Linked DNA regions of Zea mays: regions 1 and 2 are each linked to region 3. A link is a contact called in public Hi-C data. All regions are on one chromosome and are shown on one strand. The core of a region is the stretch at or near the end of the contact, and the rest is flanking DNA. Distances in the headings are between cores, read along the strand shown. Region 1 holds the start of LOC103650916 (PHD finger protein EHD3). Region 2 holds the start of LOC103650913 (U-box domain-containing protein 4). Region 3 holds the start of LOC107521947 (gibberellin 20 oxidase 4).

The links. Hi-C and Micro-C count contacts between places; a contact is called where the count stands out from the background.
Region 1: a Hi-C map of seedling shows a contact between it and region 3, with 3 times the contacts expected there. The contact joins the promoter of LOC103650916 here to the promoter of LOC107521947 in region 3. A contact is called at or near these places in 6 of 25 Hi-C or Micro-C datasets (bundle sheath, ear, leaf and 2 more).
Region 2: a contact with region 3 is called in a Hi-C map of bundle sheath, with 1.9 times the contacts expected there. The contact joins the promoter of LOC103650913 here to the promoter of LOC107521947 in region 3. A contact is called at or near these places in 4 of 25 Hi-C or Micro-C datasets (bundle sheath, leaf and leaf mesophyll).

The regions. Positions count from the first base shown.
Region 1 is chr3:175,681,745-175,686,206 of Zm-B73-REFERENCE-NAM-5.0, forward strand. It overlaps LOC103650916 (PHD finger protein EHD3), which reads right to left and starts at 1,670. Exons shown (of 4, transcript XM_035966364.1): 1 at 654-1,670. It overlaps LOC103650917 (a long non-coding RNA gene), which reads left to right. Exons shown (of 3, transcript XR_564478.2): 3 at 1-130.
Region 2 is chr3:175,411,115-175,415,587 of Zm-B73-REFERENCE-NAM-5.0, forward strand. It overlaps LOC103650913 (U-box domain-containing protein 4), which reads right to left and starts at 2,851. Exons shown (of 5, transcript XM_008676506.4): 1 at 2,435-2,851; 2 at 1,448-1,715; 3 at 1,226-1,342; 4 at 1-1,139. The coding sequence starts at 1,711.
Region 3 is chr3:175,550,748-175,555,501 of Zm-B73-REFERENCE-NAM-5.0, forward strand. It overlaps LOC107521947 (gibberellin 20 oxidase 4), which reads right to left and starts at 1,566. Exons shown (of 3, transcript NM_001321686.1): 1 at 936-1,566; 2 at 504-825. The coding sequence starts at 1,504.

The sequences.
Region 1 (4,462 bases), core at 420-2,919, 130 kb after region 3:
TTCTGAAGGGTCATTCTTAGCAGTTAGCACAGTCAGCCATTCGCAAACTCGCAACATGAACATGTAATGTATGGAACACTGGTCCTTCAAGAATTCTCATTAAAGATTTAAAGGCGTGTTTGAGAACAAAGAGATTGAGTGCTTGTTCTGTTAGAGTGGATTGAAAGGGATCGGAGAAAATTAAATCTCTTGCTATCCAAAATTGAATACAAGAAATTTAATCTCCCTCAATCACCTCCGATCTAGATGCAGATGACGGGGGGATTGGAGGGATTGAGGAAAAAATTAGTTCATTTCCCCCTCAATTCCCGTGATCCCTGGTCATCAAATCAGCCCTGAAGAGAATAAAACCCCTCTTATTATTCAATTTTGAATAGTAAGAGTATTTTATCCCTTGCCTAAGACACTTTGTTTCAAACCTTGTAAAAATATAAGTGTTCCGTCAAGAATTCCCAGTAAGACACTTTGTGCCACGACAGTCCGCAACTCTGCATGCGTTAGAACGTGCGGGGAGCTTACGCATACAAATTTGGACAGCCAGATAGATAAATACACACAACCAATTGATCGAATGATCGGCAAGCTGCACGATGCGAGCTTACACAAATTAAGTTGATCCAGTAGGGGGAAGGAAATGTTAGCCAGTTGATTACCTGGTTGGTTTCGTATCTCCCATCCCGCGATCCGACGGCGAGACAACGCGCTGGCGGATGGAAGTGATTGTTCTGCGTCCGCATCCTCGTGCCGAGCCATGGATTTGGTAGATCGAGGCAGAGCGCCACGGCGGTCCGGGCAGGACGGTGTGGCGAAGATGACCCGAGAGGCAACGGGGTTCGCGTCTTGAGGGAGGAAGAAGAGCTTCCGCGTGGAGGCAGGGAGGGCCCCGAACGGTCGTAGCCCCGGCGCACGAGGGTCGGCCGCGGTTGGGGCCGACGCTGAACGCCAAGCCACGCCTGCGCATGAGAGCGAGTTCGCCCCGCCGCGCAGCTGGATTCAAATTCGCCTGCCGGTTACTGCTGCCGCTCCCTCGGCACCGGCGCGGCGCGCGGCGGTGGTGCTAGGAACTTGGGAAGGCACGGACAGGCCGGCGGGACCATGGGACGGGATCGGAGGTCCCACGATCGCGAGTTTTTCGGACGTAGTGGCGGCCGCAGTGCCAATTGGCGGCGCGGTGGGCGCCGCTACTGGTCCGCCTGCACCATTTGGATCGGGGGCTCGAGGGGCGCGAGGCCGGGGGATTGGTGTGGCCAGCTTGCTGGTGCTGAGGCGATGTCGTTAGGGTGGGATTGGTCGACGCGGTTCCCTCGGGTGGCAGCGGCTTCGTTCCGTCCCGTCGGAGGTGAGCTCGCGGCGGCAGTGGCGTTTACCGACCGGGATGAGGAGCTTCTAGCATAGTAGCGCATGCTTTCGCCCCCACCTCCTTGCAGATTTCAGACCGTGCTGAGGATCTACCTGGCGCGCATCGTCTCTCCGCCGTTGCTGCCAGGTGCCAGGCACTAGATTTGTGTGTTGCCCACCCAGCCCCGGCAACCGGAGCACGCCGGTCGCCGGACACAAGGTTGGCATCTACCGCTGGAATTTCATCTGGGCACGTCCACATCTCCCGTGATTCCGGTACGGATTGGTTGCGAGTTTGCGACACAGAATGGCAACCTGGTCAGACAAAATTCACCCCGGAATCGACAGCTTCCATTTGATGCAGGATATGCAAGGCACCGCTCAATTGGATCGGGTGAATTTATGACGTAATGTAGATTCCATGGCGGAAAGTTCGGGCCTATCGTCAAAATTCAGCTAGAAGGTTAAGATGCATGAGTAGGAAAGAGGGCGAACCATATGACTGTGCTCTTTGCGGTGGCGTAGACGATTGGCGGGACGTGTCTGCGACCCTACGGTAGGATCGTGTATCCTCTGCTCACGTGCCGGACGGTCCGCGCTCTGGATCGGACGGTCCACATGTGCGCAGAGGGTCTTCTTCGCGAAGAACTCTAGAACTCGCCCCTCGAGATGGATCTCGTCGAGGAGAGTTCCAGAGGTGCTCAGGGATCGACAGTACACCCGGATGTCCTTAGGCGATGTAGAGTCACTTAGAGATGAACTAATAGGTCGAAAAAGACTAATACTAGGGCTAAACTAAAGCTAGATTACTCCTACTACTAATGAATGGAAAGAACAATGCAAATAAGGTAAATTTGATAAATATATTTTATTGGATCGATTGTAGGTGTGTCAATCGATCGAACCCCTTCGTTTATATAAGAGGGAAGTATGGATCAGTTACAAGTCGGTTCCTAAACAAATCTCGCGGAGTTTGCTAAGAAATCAGGAACCCTAACCGATTTTGTTCAAGCGCGGACCGTCCGGAACGTAGACCATTCGGGTATAGGGCCGGACCATCCGCCTTCCCATTCTGGTGCTCAACACATGCCCCCTGTCTTTGGTGGATACTGACAAACCAAAAGCATATGTACTATCAGCACCCTTTGAGAAACAATAGATCTCACAAGTTATTTTGTTTCCGAAGTATGAATTAAGCATGATGCAAATCACCATCTTTTTCAATCTAATAAGGTAATCATTTAATAAAGCTCTAATATATAAAGGTCGTTTAGGATTGCATCTTTCTCGGCAATGACTGCTTGATCAATGGGTCAATAGGATCAAAATCGAGGTGCCCCAAACCCAAATAAGCAAAGGGATTGTACATGTAATATGGATTCATCGCCGCATTACTCCATGTTTGAACAGAACAATATGTCGACGATGGATAGGCTAGTGAAAAGTATCATGGCATCATTGGATGAACATGCGACACTTGTTATGTCGCCTTTTGGGTCGTTTTATTCGGCAGTATTGCCTTTGCGAGTGACCGGGGTTGCTTTGTTGGCCGACCATGTGGGACGACATTTTTGCTGGTGTATTTGGAGAGTAACTGATCAAAAGCATAGACGACTTTAACCAGTCGACCAGATGTTTTACATGAATTTTGCTTTGGCGTACCTGTTTCCGATTGTCGACGCTTGAAGGCGCGTGGACCTTGCGGCCTCTGGTCATTGCTCAACCATCCGGCCAACTGAGCCGAATCGTCTGTCTGGTTTCCGAACCGTCCTCTCACAGGCACCGGACTGTCGTGGTTTCTAGAACCGGTGGATAATAAGATTTGTGTTCGACAGGGGTGTTAGCGCGGACTCGCTTCGAATGGTGAGCTATAGGAGCTCGAAGGTGGATCTGAGGTGGAAGGGGTTATACTGGTTCAGGCCGGAGCCCTAGTCCAGTGTAGTGCTGACAGTAGTATTGCTTAGAACGTGTTACAGTTGGGTGCTTGTGTGAAGTTGGATATGGGATATGGGATGTGGGATGTGGGATGTGGAATATCGGATGTGGGATGTGGGGCGTGGGATATGGGATGATCTTTGGATGGGGGTTATCTTGCCCATTTATAGCTCAAGGGAAGATGTTACAATGAGGACTAGTATTTTACTAGGGTGGAGTTTGGCCTCCCGCTTCTAGGCATCGTGGCTCATATGGTCTCATTTGTTGTGTCGTGCTTCTAGGCCTCGTAGCCCCTATGGAGTCATCTGTCGAGGCGTGCGTTGTTCGTACCTTTGGTATGGTGTCGTGTCTCGTCCGCCTTCCAATTGTTGCTCCGATTTAGACATGGTGGAGTTTGGTGGATTTTGTTGAGTCATCTCAAGGCTTGGCTTAGGGATGTCTTCAGTACAGCTTCGTCTTCCGTCATCCCCTTAATTTAACCTTTCATCATGTGTAGGAGTATGCCTGGTACGACGTAATGCCTTGTCCCCTCCGGTGTATGGGTCACTATAGAGACCCCGATGCTGAGGTTTCTACGGCTAGGGTTGTCCGGTCCCACTGGTCATGGGGACACGTATCTGACATCATGCTTGATAGAGACCCTTCGATACTGCTTCCATGGTCTGGGCATGGTGAAAGTCGCCTATAGGGGGTGAATAGGCAAAATCTGAAAATAATAACTTTAAACCTGGACTTGATCCCTTGATTAGCGGTTAGAACAAGATGAGCAATTATCGAAGTATAAAACTAAGTCCTTTGCTTCCTAAGAGTATTGCTTTCAAAGAATGTTGAATTAATAAAAGGCAACTCAACTAAAATGTTTATGGAGAATGAAGCGAGAGGGCTTAGATAAAAAGAGGAAAATCGCAAGTTCTTTCTTGCAAGGCGTTGCTTCTATATATGAGAATTTAACCTGAAGCAACACAAAGCAATATCAATAAAGAATAGTGAAAGAAAACTTAGAGAGGGAGAAGACAAACAACTCACAAGCAATAAACACAAGTCACACAGGTGATTTGTTTTACTGAGGTTTGGTTCACCAAGAACCTAATCCCCATTGAGGAGTCCACTAAGGATGGGTCTTTTTCAACCCCTTTCCCTCTCTCCAACGGTCACCAAGACCGGCAAGTGTTCATTCTTCTTTGTCAAC
Region 2 (4,473 bases), core at 1,601-4,100, 140 kb before region 3:
GATCTTGAATCCAATGAAACAGCTTTATCTGATCGTTGCTGCCAGACTAAATGATTTCGAGAACGAACACCACCCAACCTTGGCTGAAAATTTGGTTTTGAGCAGGTGACCGTTCGGCCATTTCTTGTAGTCTCTGATGCAATGCTGTTACTTGAGACCTGTTCCTCCTTATCCTTCTCAACAACTTCGAGATGGTTGCTGCTGGAAGAAGCGCTTGTGCCAATATCACCGCTGATACTGTTTCTTTGGAGACGTGGCTCAACATCAGAAGCATGGAAACCATCCTTTCTCGATTGCTTAATGGCATCAGAACCATCAATAGATGCATTGCACATCAATTTGTTTGCTTCAGTAGATGCAACTAGTAACTTCGGAGGACCCGTTTCTGAATCATCTGTGTCTTCAGAAGATGAAGCCTTGGAGATTTGATCATCTGAATCAAAATTCTCATGCAGCAAGTTAGGATGACAACTGTCATCTGATGATATATGATCTGGTGAGCCAAACTTATTTTCCCTTGAAGAGTTTTCAGAGAAAGGAGATTTATCACTTGTTCTACCATTAATCGGCTTGAGGGAAACTGAAAAGTTCAAACTCAAGAGTTTCACAGGGTCTGGTAGCACTACACCATGTACCTCAGACCAATTTTCAATCAACTGTTTGACAGTGTAGTTAGGAATCAAATTACTGTGTCCCAAAGTTTGACGTGTCTTGGGGCAGACATTGTAACCCAAGTCAAGCCATTTTCTGATGAAAACCCGTTCATATGTTTGACCAGAAGCCACAATCACTGGATCTGACATTAGTTCAAGGGAAAGGGGGCAACAAAAATCAGCAGGTATTGGCACTCCATTAATACTATGCATCTGTTTTTCTTCCACGTGTTTCTCAAGCATATGGTTGACTAATTCAGAGATATGGTTGATACCATCTAGTTCTGAACTATCCTCAGCATCGACTCTTGTTCTAATCTTGGCAAGGGCAACAGCCTCCATCAGTAACTCTTGATTTGTGGATAAGCTCAAAGAGACCTGGATCTTTGTCAATGTCTCTGACTTTGGTGTAAATTTTCCGGCAATATCCCTGGAAGCCTCCTTGATGATACCCATAATTTTGTCACATTGAAATTGCTTTATTTTCTGAAATTTGCAAGAACATAAATCATTGGAAGATGAGAACAATTGAAAGGAGTGCTACTGATATGACAATAAAGCTCTTTCACTACCTCCAAGTACACTGAAATACGATTGGTTTCTGGTGGTGTCACTTCAGAATTGACAACTTGGCACACTTCAAGCACATAGTTTTGCATCTTGGTAATAAGGGACTCCACCAGCATAACCTTGATATAATAACTTGCAAGTATCAAATAACGACAGCATTGTGCAAGCTATAAGTTGTGCCTTATGTGAATGACAGTAGTAAATGGGAGAGATAAGGGAGTTACGAAATAGATTTTGCTCATCATCAAATCCCAGCTTCCAACTAGCTTTATCGCATCATTGATAGTAGCAGCTAGTCCCTCAAGCATCCTATCATCTAGACTAATCTGGGGGATAACTTCATCCAGGACCAGCTTCAAAAGACCCAGGATTTCATTGATCTTCCGGCAGTATCTCTTAACTAGCTCAGTTTCTACCACACTGCTGGTAGACAGCGTGCGGAAGTTTGAAATACTGCTGATTACTGACATTGGCACTGACTCCTCCATTGACCTGTATGAAGATTGAAGACTCTATTTTAGCTGTAGAACTTACCAAAGCCAAAAAAAAAAAACAAATTGTGGTACAGCTTAAAGAAATTTCAGACGCCATTTATGGGTCTTACTCCACTTAAGGAAACATAGACAGTCAAATATACAAGCACATCCCATAAAGTGATCGCCAGTATAGCCTATCGAATGTATTTGACCTTAAATCGCGCATACAGAGTACTTTCGTTCCTATCTCTTGGAATGTGGAAACTTGGGCATGAGAACAACGAATTATCATACTCAACGCATGCAAAAGCTGACGATCAGAAACTCCACTTAGCCCAAAGAGTACTCTTCCCATAGTAAGCTCACTAAATCCAATTACCCCCTAAGCCTTAAATCTGTCGTAATCACAGGGCCTCTAGCCGAGCGGAAACACAGGATCACCTGAAACACCTACTGCTACTCCCGATCCCAACCTCAGAGCGCGCCGTGCGTGCACGTGTGCGAGGTTTACGCACCTTGCGCACCAAATCAAGCTCCCACCCCCCCTGTAATCGCAGCACTTGAACAAGCACCTAAATCACAAATGCTGAAGGAACTGCACGGGACGATGCCAAAGCCCAAAGCAATCAAACGCGCGTGATGATGATTACGATACACGGGAGCCGAGAAACGCTACAAGCGAAGAAAGCAAGTCATTCCAGCGAGGAGAGAGAGAGAGAGAGGCGGGCTTTGTACCTCCGGGAACTACAATGGCGGTCGCCGCCGTGAGCTCCACGCGGGTCGCGAGGCTGAGACGCCGAGGCGAGGACGAAGACCGTGGGGCCTGAGGGTGCCTAGAGGAGTGTGAACACGAGGGGGAGGCGGCAGCGACCAGCGCGACGAAGGGGAGAGGACGGACGGAGTGGTTGAAAGTGGAGCTGGATGGTGCAAGTCCGTGGTGGTCCGGGTGCTTTCTTTTACTGACTGGTGGGGCCAACTGGAGGGGAATGGCGGGTCTCCGCTAGACCCGATGCACCGACGCCCATAAGGTCCGTCTGCAACTGCTCCCAGAGTCCCGTGGGCCCCGCAGCTGATCGCTGATTCCCGGCGCTGCTGGGTTTGCTTGTACCAGACTGCACGGACTGGGAGGCGGGGCGCGGTTTTTTTTTCTCTTGGAGTGGGCCCCACATGGCGTGTTTTTTATTCGCCACTCCGCGTGTACGGACGGACTGGTGTTCTTACTGGCTCACGGTCAAGGGAGCCGTGAAGGAGAATAACGCCAGACCAACTCCAGCAAAGCACACCTCCGTATCCGTATTTGGCACGTAGTTGCGTGCCGAGTTTGGAGTTACGTGTTCAAATAATGCATAACATCATTTATACAAAAAATATTCTTATTACAATAATATGTTTGATAATATAAGAACAGATTACGTACATATCTACTTTAAAATATTAAATTTGTTCTAACAATTCAATTATCCATTTTCATCCCTACACCCAATAGTAATCCAGAGATTAAAACAACGTACAGAACAATGACAGTATCCATTTTCATCCCTACACCCAATAGTAATCCAAAGATTAAAACAACGTACAGAACAATGACCGAATGCAACCTACTTTTTGAAAAGAGACTAACTGGAACCACAAATGTATCGGAAACCGGTGTTTTTGTCCTCGTCCTACAGTCTAATTGTGAGTTTATCTTCTTTTTTTTCTAACTTCATAATTTTGTCCTGGCTATTTTAGAAGAAGCAACCCACACACCCCTGATTCGGATGTATGTTAAATAAGCATAGAACAAATGAATTAAGAAAACTGTAAAAATGAAGGGAAAACAACCAGATTGCCCTTTATCAAACTTATTATAGATGCAAGGTTGAGTAAGTTACCAATAACACCAACCAGACTAGCAAGTAGCAACCTTTGTCAGAGTCAACAATGGTGAATACAAAAGGCAAAACCCCAAAAGTCTTCTTCCTAATTCCTGCTAGCTTTCAGAACAGAGAAAAATTATAAATCATACCAGCACGGCTGCTCCATCTTCAATTGTGTTCTTAACTGATCTTAGACCATCACGGACAGCATCCTTGGTTTGTGCAATGGTATGGTCATTAGGTCCTGAATATGTCAAACGATAATCAATTCACAGCTCAATTAGGGTGTCAGAGAAGACGATGTTGTTTCTTAAGAATAAACAACCTTTAATTAGTATAGTACAAGAGTGAGGATTTTTCACATTCTCCACAAATGTGTACTTTTCTTCTCCAAGAACATGATCATAGACAAGACCAGCCCAACCAAGACAACGTTCAGTCAAGTCATCAACTGAATTGACTGCTTCACCACCACATGCTAGCACAAGCCTCTCCATATTTCTCCTCTTTGCTCTTCGAAGAGCAATGATCTGTAAATCATTTCAGGCCGCACACCTAAAATAGTAAAATACTAACATGGATTTAACAAACAGATCATGCTATTAATAAGCTTTCATGCAAAGAGCTTACTCTCCAGTAACAAATACTGCCTTGTCTCAAAAAAAATTACAAGTATTGCTTCCCAACGAGTCAGAATAATCTAAATTTTGACCAAATATATATAACAGTGTTGATGTTTAGGATGTGCAAGTATCACTAGTTTAATCATGGAAATATATTTTCAAATAAACCTGACTGAAGATCCAAACGTATATAATATTTACTATAAACCTAGTCAAAATTAAGATTGTTTGACCTCTCTCGTGAAGTGAAACTTCCATTCTTTTTGGATGGAGGGAGTACATTTTTGGACAT
Region 3 (4,754 bases), core at 316-2,815:
ATGTACTACAGTGTCGCGGCTGGACAGGACTGGACTGGACTGCACCCGACTGCAGTGCTGCTACATGACATGCCTACGTGTGCGTGCTGTAATCTGTCCAGTTAGGTCCACTAGGATTCGGGGCAAAAAAAAAAATGGGATCGTATCCAGTGCACAAGGGCCACGCCGTGCACAAATACACAAAACGAAATCTGGCCGTCCATTTTCCATCCAACGGCCGTCGTAAATATGCAGATGAACCCTCCCGCAACCTCCGTAGCTTGCCGAGTCTGTTTTGTGAAAAACCCCCCGCGCCGTCATGTCGTTGGATGGAAAATGGACGGCCAGATTTCGTTTTGTGCATTTGTGCACGGCGTGGCCCTTGTGCACTGGATACGATCCCAAAAAAAAATTAAACAAAAAAAAAACCCCACAGAGAACTGAATGAATGAATATGCACAGCAGCACAGGGCAGGGACAAAGAGGCCAAGAAAAGCAGAGGAGCCGGCGCTTTCGTTCGTTACCATGAAGGTGTCGCCGATGTTGATGACCATGGCGCCTGGGACGGGCCGGACGGGGCGCCACTCGCCGTCCACCAGGACCTCCAGCCCGCCGACGTCGTCCTGCAGGAGGATGGTCAGCGCCGTGGGGTCGCAGTGCGGGCCCGTGCCCAGCGTGCGCTCCGGCACCGGGCACGGCGGGTAGTAGTTGCACCGCATGATGGAGCGGCTGTCCTCGAAGAACTCCCGGTAGTAGCCGCGCTCCACGCCCAGGCTCAGCTCCAGCAGCTCCATGATCGTCAGCGACAGCTCCTTCATCTCCTCGCAGTACCTCTGGTACACCCGCCTGCCATGCGTATTCATCAGTCGAATGCAATGCTAAGGCCCCCAGGGGCAGGGGCTTCTGCTGGTCCTACTTATAAATGTAAATTCGGCGCCATCTTCTTCTTTACTCACCCCACTGGCTCGAAATCTTGGCCGAGGGTGCCGGTGAAGTAGTCCACGACGACGGGCGCCGCGGCGCCGTCGTGGAAGCCGAAGGACAGGGTCTCCTTCCAGGGGAGCTTGGACGCGAACCGGTCGGCGTGCGCGCTCGTGTACCCGGACACGGTGCCGGGGACGCGCCGGGCCCGCTGCTTCTCAGCCAGCGGCAGCCGGAAGAAGTCGCTGGCGCCGTCCAGCGCGGCGCGCCCCAGCGCCGCGTCCACGCCGTGCCCGCACACCTGGAAGAACCCGTGCGTCGCGCACGCCGCCGCCACTTGCGCCGCGGCGCGGCGGAGCCCCGCGCCGTCGCCATTGCGCAGCACGCCCACGTCCACCACCGGCACCTCCAGCTCCGCGGCCGAGGTCGGCCGCGCCTCTTCGTGCGGCCACAGGAATGGCTCCGGGATCTTGGGCTCCCGGCGCAGGTCGAACACAGCCGCGGCCTTGTTAGCCGCCGCGTCGGCCCTGTCCTTGCCAGCGGGGAGGTCAATGCTGGGAGTTGGGGCGCGGAGGGGGAGCGGTGGGGTCGGGCTGGCGTCCATGGATGTGGCTGTGCGCTGCTGCTAGGCAGAGCTGGCTCTTGCCGTTCTTAGGACACCATGAGATGTGCGAGCTGCGAGTGTGCAGGGAAGCTGTCCGGGCGGGTGGGGGTATTTGTAACAGGGGAGGAGAGGGAGTTCGGGAGCGACGACAACGGCGAAGGCAGGGAGCCAACATAGAGGGAGGCGCGGCCTCATGTCATGTGGGACCTGATGCTATGGCATGGGGCCATGGGGGCGGGGGCTTCAGGCCGTCAATTAATATGTTTTATTAGTTTGAATTTATTTAGCCTTGATCTTTATTTCACAACAAAAATACCGTTTCAAATCTTTCACAAAAAAAACCGTTTCAAATATTTCACAATACTCGTTTCCTCGCAACACAACAGAAAGTTTAATTCACGCATCAATAGCCTGAAACCTCTAGCTAGCACTCTACCTAGTATTATCATGGTTCACGGCCACAATTGGGTTTCTACTGTTGCTACACTAACATGGTACAACCCAATGGTGTGTGCAGCGTATCGTATCATCAAACTATAGCTAGTGGAGGGACAACCATGCAAAAATATGCCCATCATCATATCGCAAAATATCTATTGGCCCAACGTTGAACGTTCCATTGTAAATGGCTTCTCACTGCACATAAAATCTATATATTTCCTTGATTCTAAATTATAAGATGTTTTGTCTTTTCTAGAAATATTGCTTTTTTACTATGTATTTAGACATAGCTTGAGTCCAAATATAAAGCAAGTTTCACGTACCTTAAAAAACCAAATTATGATGAACAGATATTACTTTCTTTATACTCACTCCACAAAAGGACACAATTCTCGTTTTTTTAAATCAAAAACTAAAAGTTAACTAGAATTATATAAAAAATACTAAAATAAGTAACACTAAGTTATATCAACCATGAAAAATGTTTCATTGATAATAAACATAGTAATAACACTAATAATTCAATTTAAACTATATTAATTTACCATGAAATTAATTCACTTTCTATAAGCTTATATTTTTTTTTGAAAAATAAGATATCAATAATGGTTTTAATTTTAATCACTTTATGCTTTTATAAGACAACACTACTGGACATATAATTTTTTTATGCAGAAAATTCAATTTCTTAAGTGGAATAATGTAGGATAAAAAATGTTTATAGCACTATGGTACTTAAGAATGTAGCTAGGAACTAGAATATGTTGTTAGTAAAGAAGAAATAGAAAAAAATGAACAAAATGTATTGCAACAACTAGAGTTTTAATCTAGTACGCGGATAAAAAATATGTAACGACTAAAAATATGAAAACGGAAAGCTAAAATATAGATTCATGATATCAGGGAATGTGACACAACAATAACTTGGGATAGATGGTCTATGTCAACCCACAAAAGTAAGGTCAATGGACCATTAGGGCCAAACTCAACATCTAAAATGGGTTGATGTGTTCTAAACTTATTTTCCCAAATGAATAAGATGGTTGACCCAATAGTCCCATGACAACCTTTTTTTATAGAAATCTGTGTCTCCTTCATTTTTCTGAATAAGCACGATCGGTCATGACTTAGAATCACATTTATGCTTAGAAGTAGTCAGAGAATATCATATTTTAAAAGTAAAATAGATAAAACTAAAATCATGATTCACTTGCACATTTATTTAATTTAATGCATTGCTAATAATCTTAATGTATTATCATGGTACTTTTTAATCTTGTATCTTATCTTTTGTAAGAGTGTTGATTGTATTCATGGATGTGATAAGATAAGTATCAATATTGGTAGTTTAATTTTAATCCCCCTTTTTGTCAAGAACAATACTACTACACATATAATTCTTTGATAGAGGAAAATTCAATGCCTCGAGTGTCGTAGTGTAGGCTAAAACCAATGTTAATGTATGCTATTATAGTAAATAATGGTGGATTATAGGGTCTATATATTTAACAAATTATGAAGAAATATAACACTTAATTTTGAATTTAACGCATCGGTGAAAGAAATGATACAACTAATTCAATTATAATTTCAAAGCCGCAATACATTTTCGTGGTGCTATAGAAAGAATGTTGCAAGAGATGATATCTACAGTTTGCAAGGGCCCATCTAAATAAATATTAAAACTAATGAAGGTGCAGTGAAAAGAGGATGCAATTCTAGTTGCATCCTTAGTCAAAACTATCTATAGTTTAAAGTAAAGGAGTACCAATATTTATACCATAAAAATGGTATTTTATAAAAATATATTATATAACAAATCTAATGCTATCTATTCAGTATCATAAATTTTATATTTTTTATAATTAAGCTTGGTCAAATTCTGGATGGTTTGATTTGATACTACGACGTTAGAATTAGAATTGTATTTTCACGACTGAAAATATCTAAACAAATGTTATGTTAGAAAATTAATATAAGAAGGGTATGGTATTTTTGATTTGTTGTACGGATTAAATTTGTGACACAACTAAAGATAAAAACGAGAACAATAGCAAAATTGAGGACACCAGCTTAAAAAACTATTTTTTAATACTTATATAGCATACGTCTACGTCCATTCCACGAAGAGAGTTATTATAGGAGTTAGGGAAGATACTAATGCAACTGGTAAATGACATACTTATATAACATACGTCCTCCAGCCAAATGCAATCGTTATATTACTCACTAGAGATGCTACGTATCCACTGATGTACATAGACGGGCACGCGATGCTGGCTGCTGGGGCTGCCTTGCCTGTTTTAACGTATTTTACAGCAGCTTGCATCTCTTTAGCCAAGGGAAAAATTAAACTTCACCGGCAGGGATGATTAGAGATGAAAACGGTCGATAAACACTAAAACCATTACCGTTTTCATATTTTTAATCGGAAATAAAATTGAAAAGGGTAACTATAGAAACGGAAACGATATCGGTATTTCGAAAACATCGGAAACAAAAGTTTGGTGCGGAAAATACACCGGTAACGATCGAAATCTAAAATACGATCGGTAAACATATCAAACTTCACAATACAACAAAGTTGACAAAAGATCACAAATGCAACAAGTTCACAATTCATGATATAACAACTTCACAAGGATCACAAATTTATAATATAAAAAGTTTACAAAGATCACAAGTTCATAATATAACAAATTCACAGTATAACAAGTTCATAAAGATCACAAATTCACGGATTCAAAGTTCATAATTCACAATATCCACTCAATCTAGCTGACATAACATGCTTACTTATGATATATTT